Linked DNA regions of Sus scrofa: regions 1 and 3 are each linked to region 2. The links are chromatin contacts, called in public HiChIP or PLAC-seq and promoter capture Hi-C maps. All regions are on one chromosome and are shown on one strand. The core of a region is the stretch at or near the end of the contact, and the rest is flanking DNA. Distances in the headings are between cores, read along the strand shown.

Evidence for each region. Promoter capture Hi-C pulls out the DNA fragments that hold promoters and counts their contacts. HiChIP or PLAC-seq counts read pairs in DNA pulled down with a chosen protein or histone mark.
Region 1: a promoter capture Hi-C map of liver shows a contact between it and region 2, with 5 times the contacts expected there. The contact joins the promoter of MED4 here to the promoter of FNDC3A in region 2. A contact is called at or near these places in 2 of 5 promoter capture datasets (fetal liver and liver) and 1 of 2 datasets of contacts at active chromatin or transcription factors (alveolar macrophages).
Region 3: an H3K27ac HiChIP or PLAC-seq map of alveolar macrophages shows a contact between it and region 2. The contact joins the promoter of ITM2B here to the promoter of FNDC3A in region 2. A contact is called at or near these places in 1 of 5 promoter capture datasets (liver) and 1 of 2 datasets of contacts at active chromatin or transcription factors (alveolar macrophages).

What each region holds. Positions count from the first base shown.
Region 1 is chr11:19,550,038-19,554,214 of Sscrofa11.1, forward strand. It overlaps MED4 (mediator of RNA polymerase II transcription subunit 4), which reads left to right and starts at 1,821. Exons shown (of 7, transcript XM_013978727.2): 1 at 1,821-1,996. The coding sequence starts at 1,869.
Region 2 is chr11:18,755,223-18,759,000 of Sscrofa11.1, forward strand. FNDC3A (fibronectin type-III domain-containing protein 3A) reads right to left here and starts at 2,520. Exons shown (of 26, transcript XM_021065328.1): 1 at 2,393-2,520.
Region 3 is chr11:19,376,421-19,380,365 of Sscrofa11.1, forward strand. ITM2B (integral membrane protein 2B) reads right to left here and starts at 1,279. Exons shown (of 6, transcript NM_001042375.1): 1 at 1,163-1,279. The coding sequence starts at 1,279.

The DNA of each region.
Region 1 (4,177 bases), core at 571-3,070, 790 kb after region 2:
AGGTTCCCAGGCTCGGGGTCGAATCGGAGCTGTAGCCGCCAGCCTATGCCAGAGCCACAGCAACGTGGGATCCAAACCGCATCTGCCACCTACACCACAGCTCATGGCAATGCCAGATCCTTAACCCACTGAGCGAGGCCAGGGATCGAACCCGCAACCTCATGGTTCCTAGTCGGATTCGTCAACCACTGAGCCACCATGGGAACTCCTGAATATTCCATTTTTTGGTTGAAGATGCCATAAATATTTGAAGTTGCTTTTAAGAATCTTTGGGAGGGAGTTCCTGTCATGGTGCAGCAGAAATGAATCCAACTAGGAACCATGAGGTTGCAGGTTTGATCCCTGGCCTTGCTCAGTGGGTTAAGAATCTGGTGTTGTCGTGAGATGATGTGTAGGTGGCAGACGCAGCTCGAATCTGATGTGGTATAGGCTGGCAGTTACCAATTGGACCCCTAGCCTGGGAGCCTCCATATGCCATGGGTGCGGCCCTAAAAAGCAAAGAAAAAAAAAAAAAAGAATCTTCAGGAGACTATGGACAGAAATCATTGAAAATAAGATTTTACCAATTAGAGGCAAAACTATAGATAACTACAGTTTGTTTTCAGTTTCTGATGATTTCAGCACCTCTGTCAACAACAAATCCAATAATAGTTATTGGGACTCACCGTGTTTCAGACAGTATTCTGAGACTGGGGCTAGGTCTTTGAGAAGTTCCAAGAGACTCTGCCCTCATGGAGTTTATATCCTAGTGGAGGAGACAATTAGCAGAGCACACATCAACTGACTTAGGTGAAATGTTAGAAGATGACAAATGCTGTAGGAAAAAATGAAGAGCTGGGTAAAGGTGGCGGAAGGTGGAGGTGAGACGGCAGTTGTAAACAAGGTGGCCAGGGTGGGGGTCCCGAAGAAAGTGCAGTTTGTGTCCCAAGAGCAGATGGCCTTGTGACTTTCTGGGGGGCAACCCATGAAGGCAGGGAGAACAGCAGTGCCAATGCCCTAAGGCAGGAGCGTCCTGGTGCTTGAGAACCAGAATGACTGGAGCCGAATGAATGAAGGGGTGTGACTACAGAAAGGCCAGAGGATGCTGGTGTTGGTAGCACAACAATATGAATATACCTAATTCCAGTGAATTGTACACTTACACACCATTAACACAGTAATTTTATGCTGAATGCATGTGACCACAGAAAAAAAAAATTAAAGAAAATAAGGATTACATTTCCTGTCCTAAAGAGCTCACAGCCTCCCTGAGAGCCCGAACAGAGGGTGGAAATAGCATTATGGGAACGCAGACTAAACAGCGATAAATCCGGTAGGTCCCCGGCCCATTGCTCAAAGACACTGACACAAGATGCAGGCCATTATGTAATTCCCACAAATGCCCTTGAGCAGGAGTTCCCACTGTGGCACAGCCCAACACTATTAGGGGCATCTCTGCAGCACTGGGACGCGGGTTTGATCCCCAGCTGGCACAGTGGGTTAAAGGATCCAGCGATTGGTAGGTCACAAATGTATCTGGGATTTGATCCTTGGCCCAGGAACTCCGTATGCCCGCGAGGCGGCCAAAAAAAAGGAAAAAACAAACAAACAAACTCCACTGAGCAGCTGCTTGAATAAGCTAAGGTGCTGGAAACCTGACCGCGTTGGGCCCCCAGTTCTGGGTTTGGCCCTCGCTCGCGGGTTGGACCCAAGAAGCCCTCACTAGCCCAGCAGATGGCGCCGGCGCCTGCAAGACACCTCCAGGCGCGCAGGGGGCGCTCTGGCCCAGGCTCTCTACCTCGCCTCTGTGACCCTTCCTTCCGCCCGCGGACCGACACTCTTCCTTAGAGCGCAGCTGCGCACGCGCCGGCTGTTAGTGTGTCGGGAGGATGGCGGCGTCTTCGAGCGGCGAGAAGGAGAAGGAGCGGTCGGGCGGCGGCGGTTTGGGAGCGGCGAGCGGCAACAGCACTCGCGAGCGGCTGCTTTCTGCGCTGGAAGACCTAGAGGTCTTGTCCAGGTGAGGCCGTCGCCTGGGGGCCTGGCTGGAGCTGGGCCGGGAGCATTGACTCAGGCTGGTTCCTGGGTCTCGGCGGGGAGGGCCGCACTCCGGGACTGCGGCGCGCGCTTCGGAGGCAGTGCGCGAGGGTCGTGGACGTAGGCCCGCAACCCTCGGGGACTCGCCGGCATTCCCGCCCCACCCCCATAGAGGACATTTTAATACTGCCAGTGACTCTGGAACCCCAGACTCTCAGAATCGTAGGGACCTTAGAGGTCGCCGGGAGAGTCGCTTCGTCCACCGGCCTTCGACAGACATGTAAGGAGCTCCTCCCGCCGGTCCCGCGCTGGGAGACGGTCCTGAGGGAGACTAGATACTGACGTAGACGAGCCCAGTGTCCGGGGTAGACAGACGTGTAAACAGTAACTGTGGCGCGGAGCCTGTTTGGATTGGAGGCTGCTGCAGCAGGGGCGCTAGGCGTCTGTCCCCCTTGTCGTCAGGGCAGGCTCCCTGGAGAAACGAATGCACTCTCTAGAGGAAGTTAATTCAGACTCTTTAGCTTAGAATGTCCAGCAAGGGCATTCATCCTGTTAATCCATCCTGTTGTCGCTGCACTTCTCAGCCCTCCAGTAATATCCTTTATTCCAGCCTCGGTGAACTGCTTCCCAGCTTCCTTTTCTTCAGTGCGTTTCCACTCCACCTCCAACCTGATTCATTTATCCTCCAGAATCCTGTTCAAGTGTCCCTTTTTCTGTAATCAACATTCTAAATCTTACTATATACAGGCACACCTTGTTACACTTTATTGCACTTTGCACATATTGCATTTTTTACAAATTGAAGGTTTGTGACAACCATGTGTCAATCAGGTCTGTTGGTACCATTTTTCCGTCAGCATTATTTTTAAATTAATGCTGTTTTCTTTAATGTATAATTGTTTTTTAGACATAATGCCATGGCACACTTAATAGACTACGGTATAGTGTAAACATAACTTTTATATGCACTGAAAAACCAAAAACTGAGTCACTTTATTGTGGTAGTCACATCATTGCATTGATGTGGAAAACTGAACCTGAAGTATCTCTGAGGTATGTCTGTAATTGTATTATCTGATCTACTAATAATTACATTTTTATCTTTGCTGTGAGTTCAGGCCTTGCCATACATGGCAAGCATTACTTACCAGATTCCTTGGTCAATGTGATACCAAATGATGTTTTAATATACTAAGTAACCTGATGCTAAAAATGTAAAAACACATAGACACCGGAAGTTAAATAGCTTATGTGTTTAATTCACTGTTTAGGCTATTAGATTGAAATACCTTGTAGTGACAAAAAGGACACGTGGAATTTTGGCGTCAGTACAGTGAACAAGGAACTCATGGGCATAAGACAGCAATCTTAATGTTTCCTCTGTGTAAATGTTCACACAGATTAATTCATGTGCTATTTCCTTCATGTTGATTCACTTCCTGGCTTGTGGAGAATTTGTCAGCTTCTTTAGTTAATCCTATCAGATGAATATCAGCATGATTTCTTAGTAAAAAGACCTTGGCGAGACTGAGTTCTCCGAGTATGAGGTTTTCAGTTAAATTATTCAAGTATCCGAGTTCCTGTCGTGACGCAGAGGAAAGGAATCTGACTATGAACCATGAGGTTGCGGGTTCGATCCCTGGCCTCCTCAGTGGGTTAAGGATCTGGTGTTGCCGTGAGCTGTGGTGTAGGTCGAATACATGGCTCAGATCCTGGTTGCTGTGGCTGTGGTGTAGGCCAGCGGCTACAGCTCTGATTCGACCCCTAGCCTGGGAACCTCCACATGCTGCAGGTGTGGCCCTAAAAAAACAAAAAATAAATAAATAGATAGGACCAACTGTCAGATGATGAGTGTAAAATTAGTCAAGTAAAAAATGTTCCTTATAATTTCTTCGTTTTGACCAACTATGTGATGTAGGTGGTAGCAATTAATTTTTCTATGAATATGTTGACTTTGTGAAGAAGTGATACCTCTTTTGGGAAGTAGTGGATGCTGGGTTTTGAGTAGAAATTGAAATTTGAAATATGATAATTTTAAATCTTTGCCTTGGTTTATTCGGTGAACTGTTACTTCTCACCCTTCTAATCTGGAACCCAGTAAATTCATTTCTTTTCTCTGCTTTACTTGCAGAGTAACCGTAGTATATATTTCATATTCACCAAG
Region 2 (3,778 bases), core at 1,270-3,769:
TATAAAAGATGTGTTAAAAATCCTTCTCATCACTGCTTTTAAGTCCACCATCTGTCTCAGGGGGCACTTTATCTCATTACTTGAGAAAAATCAATTCAAACAGAAAATATCAAAAAGGCAGAGGACTCAATGCTCTGGACTATTTTTGGATGATTTAAACAAAACTTAGGCGATGGCAAGAATTACAGATTTAGCAAATAAACAAAAACTAAATATTTAGCCAAATACAAGATCACAGCCACAAAACTCAATTAGTTTCTTCCTAACATATGGCTCCAACTCCTGGGTGGCATATGTTTAGCACTAGTGCTGCTAATATCATGGTGATAAAATATTATAGTAACAGTTCAACTTTTGTTATTTCATTCTTATAATACAGAAAAAACAGATCAACTTTGCTTTCAAGAACTAAAAACACAGACCACAAGAAGCAAAATAACTATGCTGCTGTTTTAAAAGTCCACAGTCTACACATACGTGAGGATAATACAGTTAAAAAAAAATTCTGTCAGCCTGGTATTCTTAGTTAATAGATGCTTAGACACAAAGGTGTCCAAAGGAACTTGCATGAAATTTCACAAAAGAAAATCTCGGATTTTCGATTCTTAGCACCCCAGTAACCATTATACCTCCTCCTCCCACACACACACACATACACACACACACACACACACACACACACACAAATCCTCAAGGCTTCTAACGCTAACAGTAAATAAAAGAACGATTAACGACTACATTAATTAAAACCGCCGTCGTTCTGCCCGCGATTTTATGGCTAAATTATGTGTTCATTTTCCTTTACCTAACGCATGACGTCCTTCCACAGCCGTGTCAAAAGTTCAAAGATCCAGGTTGTTAAACAGGGCGAGGACTGCGGCCAGGAGTCCACCCCCGGCTGAACAGGTGGCTAACTCCGCCGGCTGGAGGAACAGCCAGGTACTGGCACCAGCCAAACAAGATCAAACACACAGGGGCGGGTTTCGAGGTTTTAACCCCAACGGGAGCGGGGGAAACTCTTCGGAGGAGCGTTCAAGTTCGGCGGCTGCCGCGCAGCCAAAGCCGAAGCGCGGCGGCCTCTCGGCGATCCTCCCGGGAGGGCTCCGCACTCGACCCCCGCGCCGCCCGCAGCGGCGCAGCTCGCCGCGGGCCGCGGGCCAGGGGGCCAGGGGGGCGGAGGGAGGGCCGAGGGAGGGCCGCCCGCGCCCCTGCGCCGCCTCCTCGGGCTGGTGGCCGGGCCGCAGCCGCGCCCCCGCGAGCGCCTCCCGGCGAGACTCGGACCCGGCAGGTGCCCCACGAGCGGACGAGTCTCGCCCGCGGCCCACTCCCGTCGGCCCAGCGCGCGCCCACAGGACGGGGTGGGCCGGGCCCCTCGACGGGCCCGAGCCCCGCTCGGCGTCCCGGCCGCTCAGATCCAGCCTAACGGTTTCCCAGGTGCCTGCTCCGGGGCGGGACGGAACCCGGACCCGGACCGGAGCCGGGACGGCGTGGTCTCCCCCGCCTTTCCCGAAGGGAGCGCCCGCGCTCTCACCTCCGAGTCCAGCCGCTCTGAGGCGGAGGAAGGCGGCTACCCCGGCGCCTCTTCTTCGGGTTCCTGATCGTTCTCGCTCTACCTCAGCAGCAGAGCCAGCTCTCGGCGCCGCCGCGGCCGCCGGCGCACTGACTGTTGGGGTGGTTTCCCGGCAGTGACGGCGCCGCCTCAGCCCCGCTCTTCGCTCCCTCTCCGCGTAGCTCCCGCTTTCTGTTTCACCCGAGGGACCACGAACGCCGCCGCCGCCATGCTTACTACGGAGCCGGGAGGAGGAGCCCGGAGTCTGCGCGCCGAGTGCGGCTGCGCGAGTCCCGCCGACGGCGCCTCCAGCCGGCCGGGTCCCCCCGGTGCCCGCCTCAGGCCGGCCGCCCCGCGGGTCTCTCCCGGGAGCGCGAGGACGCCGCGGAGCCGCGGGTGCGGGACGACCGCGTACCCCTCACTGCTGCCGCAGCGCCCACCGCGCTCCCGGGGCTCCGGGCTCTCTCCAGAGGCCCGGCAGCGCCCGGGTCGTCGTAGTCTCCGCCGCGGCCAGGCTGGGAGCGACACTGGGGAAATGAGTTAATTGATGTTCTGGGGACCACTCACACAATTCTCAGTCACAATTATAAAAAGCTCACCCTGAGGCGCGCCGGGTCAGCCTCTTTCCGAAAGCACAAAACTTAACGCCGGCAGGTGCTTTTAAAGACACTCCCCCAAGGAACAGGAAGCCAACCGAAGTGGGCTTGGATGTTTTCAATCCCAAACACTTAGAGCCCGAGATCTCCGCAGCCAGAGGAAATGTTTAGAAATTTACTTCAGTTGAAAAAGTGAGGGTTAATTTCTCGGTCTCGTCCCCACTCAAATCGCGCGGAAACCCATTACCTTCGTTTGTACAACAGCCCGAAGATTAACAAGTGAACGCAGCCGAGATTTCCTTGCACCTCCAGCAACTGGGGGCGCTGCAATAATGTCTGAGGGCTGGTCAGGGCTGCTTCCTTTTGCGGTTTCCACTTGGAGGACTTGGGATGGGGATAGGCCTTGGGATCGAGAGTCCAACTTCAGGAACTGTCCCTTCAAAAACAATTGACCGATGTAACCAGGCTCCTTGCTCTGGCTTTATTTCAGTTCATTAATTGCGCTGCCTTTAAAAACAGCAGTGCTTTTATTTTCACCTTTTCACAGAAATCCTTTTAAAATGCGCATATTCCTTATCTTAAGAAATACAATGGTTAATGAAATCCTTTGTTGATGAGTGACGGTCAAACGGTCAAACGCGATACCTTGGCCCTATGTTTAAGTCCCAAGGGATTGCGGAGGTATCGAGATCTTTACTTAGGTAATCTCTTTTTTCTCTTTGGAATGTTCTCATCACCTTTTCTAATATCTGTCGCTGCTTCTCATCTCAATTGCCTCTTGATCCACTCATAACCTTCCTCTCATCCTTTCAACTTTACTGTTTGTTTTTTACTCTTTTCTCCTTTCTTGACTGCTTTTCTCTATGGCTCTGGGTGATAATTGATCAGATGTTTATATCCACAGCCAGCCAATGAGAGATTTCTTTTCTTCCCAAGAGTAAATAGGATGGTGATTCTATATACCAAGTGGTACCTAGAGATATTTTCTTTGCTGTTCACTTTCAAAAGTTCTTTTCCTTGCAGAGGTGTTTCCTTTTCTTAACTTCCAGATCTGGCCCTCTTCCAGACAAAATTCCTGGAAAGCTGATCCCTGAGTAATTGAAGCATAACCATATACTGTTTTAAAATATGAAGATTTATCAGAATGTGGGTGAGTTGGGTGGCTTTTCCATATTGCTGCCCCAGCTCTCTTTGGTTAGAGATTAAGCTATTGGTTTCCAAACTTGACCCTGAGCTGATCATTTTCAAAATTTCTGACTTGGCTGCTTTTAATAAAGATAGAATCTTGCAATCCAGCCCTCAAGATTTTGATTCCTTTGGGGATAAGTAGGACTAAGAAATGGCATTTTTCTAAAAAAATTATATTTTGGGCTTATACATATAAGCACAACAAGAAAAAAACAGCTTTTTTGAAAGAGACTAAGACAATTCAAGAATATCATTGAAGTAGACCTAGATTAGTCAACAATGTGCAATACTGTAAGGTTGAGTCAAGCAAGAACTGGGGAATTTATGTTCTGTGGAGAGAATGAATCACACACATAAATAACCTTCACAAGGGCACCAGTATGAATTCTCTGGGAATCCAAAGAGGGACAAGAATTTACATTGACTTTGAACAAGTCACTTCTCA
Region 3 (3,945 bases), core at 29-2,528, 620 kb after region 2:
ATATAAAAAATGCTTATTACTCATACCTGCACAAACTATTTTTTTAAAGGTAAAACTCAGTTTTAACTTAGTTAAAACACCCTACTTATAACAGGTCTGGAAAAATGCTAACGAAAAATTCAGAAATAAACGATGCAACCTAAATAACTTCTACAATTAATTTCTCTAGGATTAAATTTTAGCAGCCTAAAAGATCTGGTAGAAAGAGGCTGTGAGGCTTTCCTATTTAACTTCTGCGACAATTACCATCATGTCTCAAATGATATTGTAAGCACTAAAACTTAGCACAATTACGGTTCCTTTCGTCATTTTTGCTTAGGGCTAAAAGAGAGATTTTTCTAAAATTAAGGACCATTTAAAAAGGGACATAGGACAAGTTTCTTAACGTTTAGTTTCACTTAGCGTAAGGGGTTCTCGTAAAGATACTGATATAATTTAAAATTAATTGTCGGTTTTGCACTAACATCCACATGGTAATTACTGATCTTCACCGGGCATATGTGCTTTAATTATAAATTAACAGCCAGAACCAACTGAGCAGACCGTCACCTTGCTTTCTCCCCTCACCCGCTCCCTTGCCCCGTCTCCGGACCCCACCGTGAACTTCGTCTGCCAGTACCGAAAGGCCGTGGGAAATGAGAAGGTGAAGAAGAAAAGGCTTTTAAAATTAAGAGGCTTACAGGAGCCAGACTTAGTCCAAGGGCTGTTTAGCCTGGAAACGAAAGTAAGAAGCAAGAGAGGTTTAGGCTTGTTATGATGTCAGCCATTTTAGACACATTATTTATACTGGGAGGAAGTGCCAAACTCTGTTGTTGTTTTTGTTGTTTTGCATGTCGTCGCTGGGCTCCAGGTCCACCGAACCCAGTCCCGGCCCCACGCACATTCCCCGACTGCACCAACGACCGTGCACTCGGCACAGTTCTCCAACGGGCCTCCTCGCTCCAGGCCTCCCCCAAGCCCCCGCTCCCGGCTCCGCTTTCTGCACACGCACTTTCTCACAAAGAAGCTGCGCCGGACAAGAAAGGGGAGCAGCCTGCGAAAAAGGAGAGGTCGGCCCTCTCGGGGAGCCTGTCCCGCGCCTCCTCGGGCGCAGAGCCGCCCCGGCCCCACCAGCTCTCCCCGCGGGCCCAGCGCCCTCTCCCCCGAGCCCTGGCCCTCGGACCTTGCAGTCCACCGCGACGGTGTCGGGGGGGATGATGAGCGCCTCCTCTCCGCTCTTGGGCTCGTCCTTCTTGGCCTCCTTCTGGGCCAGAGCCGAGTTGAACGTCACCTTCACCATGGCGCGGCCTGGGGCGCCCTCGGCGGCGGCTGCGGGCTCGGGCGCGGGCTGCGGGCTCCTGCTACGGCTGCAGCCTCCTCGGCAGGGCTCCGAACGCGGCTCAGCAGCAACCGGAGACAAGCAGCTCCGCAGCGACAGAGGTGGCTACTGCTGCAGGGTTACTGAAGCCTCGCAGCTCCCAGGCGAGGGCGGCGACGGCTCGCTCGGCCCCCCTCCCCCGAAGGCGGGGCCAGAGGCGGGCAAACCGGGAGGGGGGCACAGGGGGCGGGGTCGGAGGCGGGCCGGGCGGGGTCGAGCAGGCCGACCCGACGTGCAGATGTGTTGGGGAGTCTGACCCTGGGTGGAAGGAGGGATCCGGCTGGGAAGGAAGGGGTCCTTCTGCGTGCGGGCGTGAGTTTTGCAGTTCTGAATTCGTTTCCAATCAGTTTGCCACTGAGCACAAGGTTGCAGCTTTGGAGCAAAAGCAGGTGAACTTTCCTGGGTGCGCCGCGGACAATGGATTAACCTCTGGCAGCAGCAGCCCACCATTCCCTGCCTGGTGTCAACCAGGAATCGAAAGGCCGTGGAATTTGGGGGCGTTTACACCTCCATTTTCTCACTTTATTATGGAACCGGCTCAGTGGAGCAAAGAAATGTTGAATTCGCTCTATCCAAGTGATCTGACTACTTTATCTTCCCGGACCTCACCCAAGGGCGTTACTCTACTCAGACTTGCCTTTTCTTCTCCACCCTCCACCCCACCTCACCCCCGCCCCTCACCCCTCGCCCCCCGCCCTCGCAAGGTCAGTGGCTGCCCTGCCTAGTCCCAGAGCAGTTCGGAGGAAGACTCTTGGCAGATTTGTGTTTCATACATCTCAGATTTCGGAAACAAAATGTTCCCTACTTGTGTCGACTTGGACAAAACCCACATGCACACAAGGCTGATTTGTGATTCATATTTGATGATGAGTCTTTTGTAGCTTTCTGCAAAATTTAAAAAATCTTATGGATAATGCAGAGTTATGTTTGGAAGAGATTTCGTTTGCAACTAATTGGAGAGAGGATTCTGGCTCGCACTGTTACTGGGTTAATGACTGTGTCAACAGATGGCTCTTTGGATAAATGGTTGATCTTGTACCCTTTTTCCACCCGCCTCTGTCCTGGTTCAACCCTGGATGTGGGTGTACCCTAGAATGTTTCAGCTGCGTCAGCTCTTCCCTGAGTCAACCATGAAAAAAGTAGACTGAGTCTGAGGTTCTGGGGGATTTGGCTCTGCTCAAGGAGGGGGTTAGGTCTCTTAGTCTCTGCATAGAATCAGATCACCATTCCCTGCAAAACATTCCAAGTTCCCAGAATCTCAGATCATAGTAACCCAGCCCAAACCTTGAGTCTGCGGTAGGCATTCCAAAATTTGAGTGAAAATGAATTAAATGTTCAATTGCAAATAGTAAGATTTAGGTTCCAGTCCTGCTGAGTTCTGACCCTAAAGAGCCGTATGACTTGCAGCCACTTATTTAGACGCTCTGGGCCTCCCTTATCCAGAGATCAACTCTGTGGGGTTGATTCTGTGAACTGGCATAGTCTCATAGATTTCCTGAGACATTCCAGTTGAAGACCAAGAAATTCTTGAAGCAAGATCTGGAGGGGAGTTCCCGTTGTGGCTCAGTGGTTAACGAATCCGACTAGGAACCATGACGTTTAGGGTTTGATCCCTGGCCTTGCTCAGTGGGTTAAGGATCCGGCATTGCTGTGAGCTGTGCTGTAGGTTGCAGAGTCGGCTTGGATCCCAAGTTGCTGTGGCTCTGGTGTAGGCCAGCAGCTACAGCTCTGATTCAACCCCCAGCCTGGGAACCTCCATGTGCCGCGGGAGCAGCCCAAGAAATGGCAAAAAGACAAAAAAAATAAAAAGATCTGGAGGATTATACATGACTATACATATATCCTTCCTGCTCCTCTTTTTGTTAGGATGGAATGGTGGGAAAATACTCAAGGTTTTGTCTTTTGCATTAGAATCAGGGAAGAGAACTAAATTATGAACACTATTAAACAAATTAGGAAACTGAGGCAAAGAACAAAGGAGTGTGACAGAACCAGAGATTAACCACCACGTCTAGTCTAAAAGATTCAGGAATAAAAGACGACTCTTTGTTTCGTGTACCAGCAGCAAGCAACAGTTTAAAATCAGTTGGCAAACAGTCTGGGAATAATCTCCTTGTTTTGTTTCTCCATTTTATCTGGTGCGTCTCCAAAACTGTGTAGTACACAACAGTAGAGATAATAAAGAAGCTGGATCCAGACCAAACAAAACAAATCCAGTCCCGTGACTTATAAAAGTTTGCCCAATGACCCTGGAAACTGAGTGGGGCAGGATGAAAGTCAATGACTCAACAAAAGAAAGTTAAAAACAGAGTCATAAGTTACCACTAACTAGCAAATGTTAAGGGAGTCGTAGAAGACCTCTGTTTTCTTTTCCACATTGATGTTGAGGGAATAAGAAAACAGGAAGACAAACTAGGGTCCGTGAAATAAATTCAGGAATCGTAGATCATTTAGGTTTGTGTAACGTGCTTGGAAAAGGATCCCCGCTCAGGGTCTTTACTTCTCCATACCTTCTGAGCATTCGCCTCCAAATTTAGCAGGTTGATTGGGAGAACATTTTTGCAAACATGGGACCCTTAGTGAAAGGA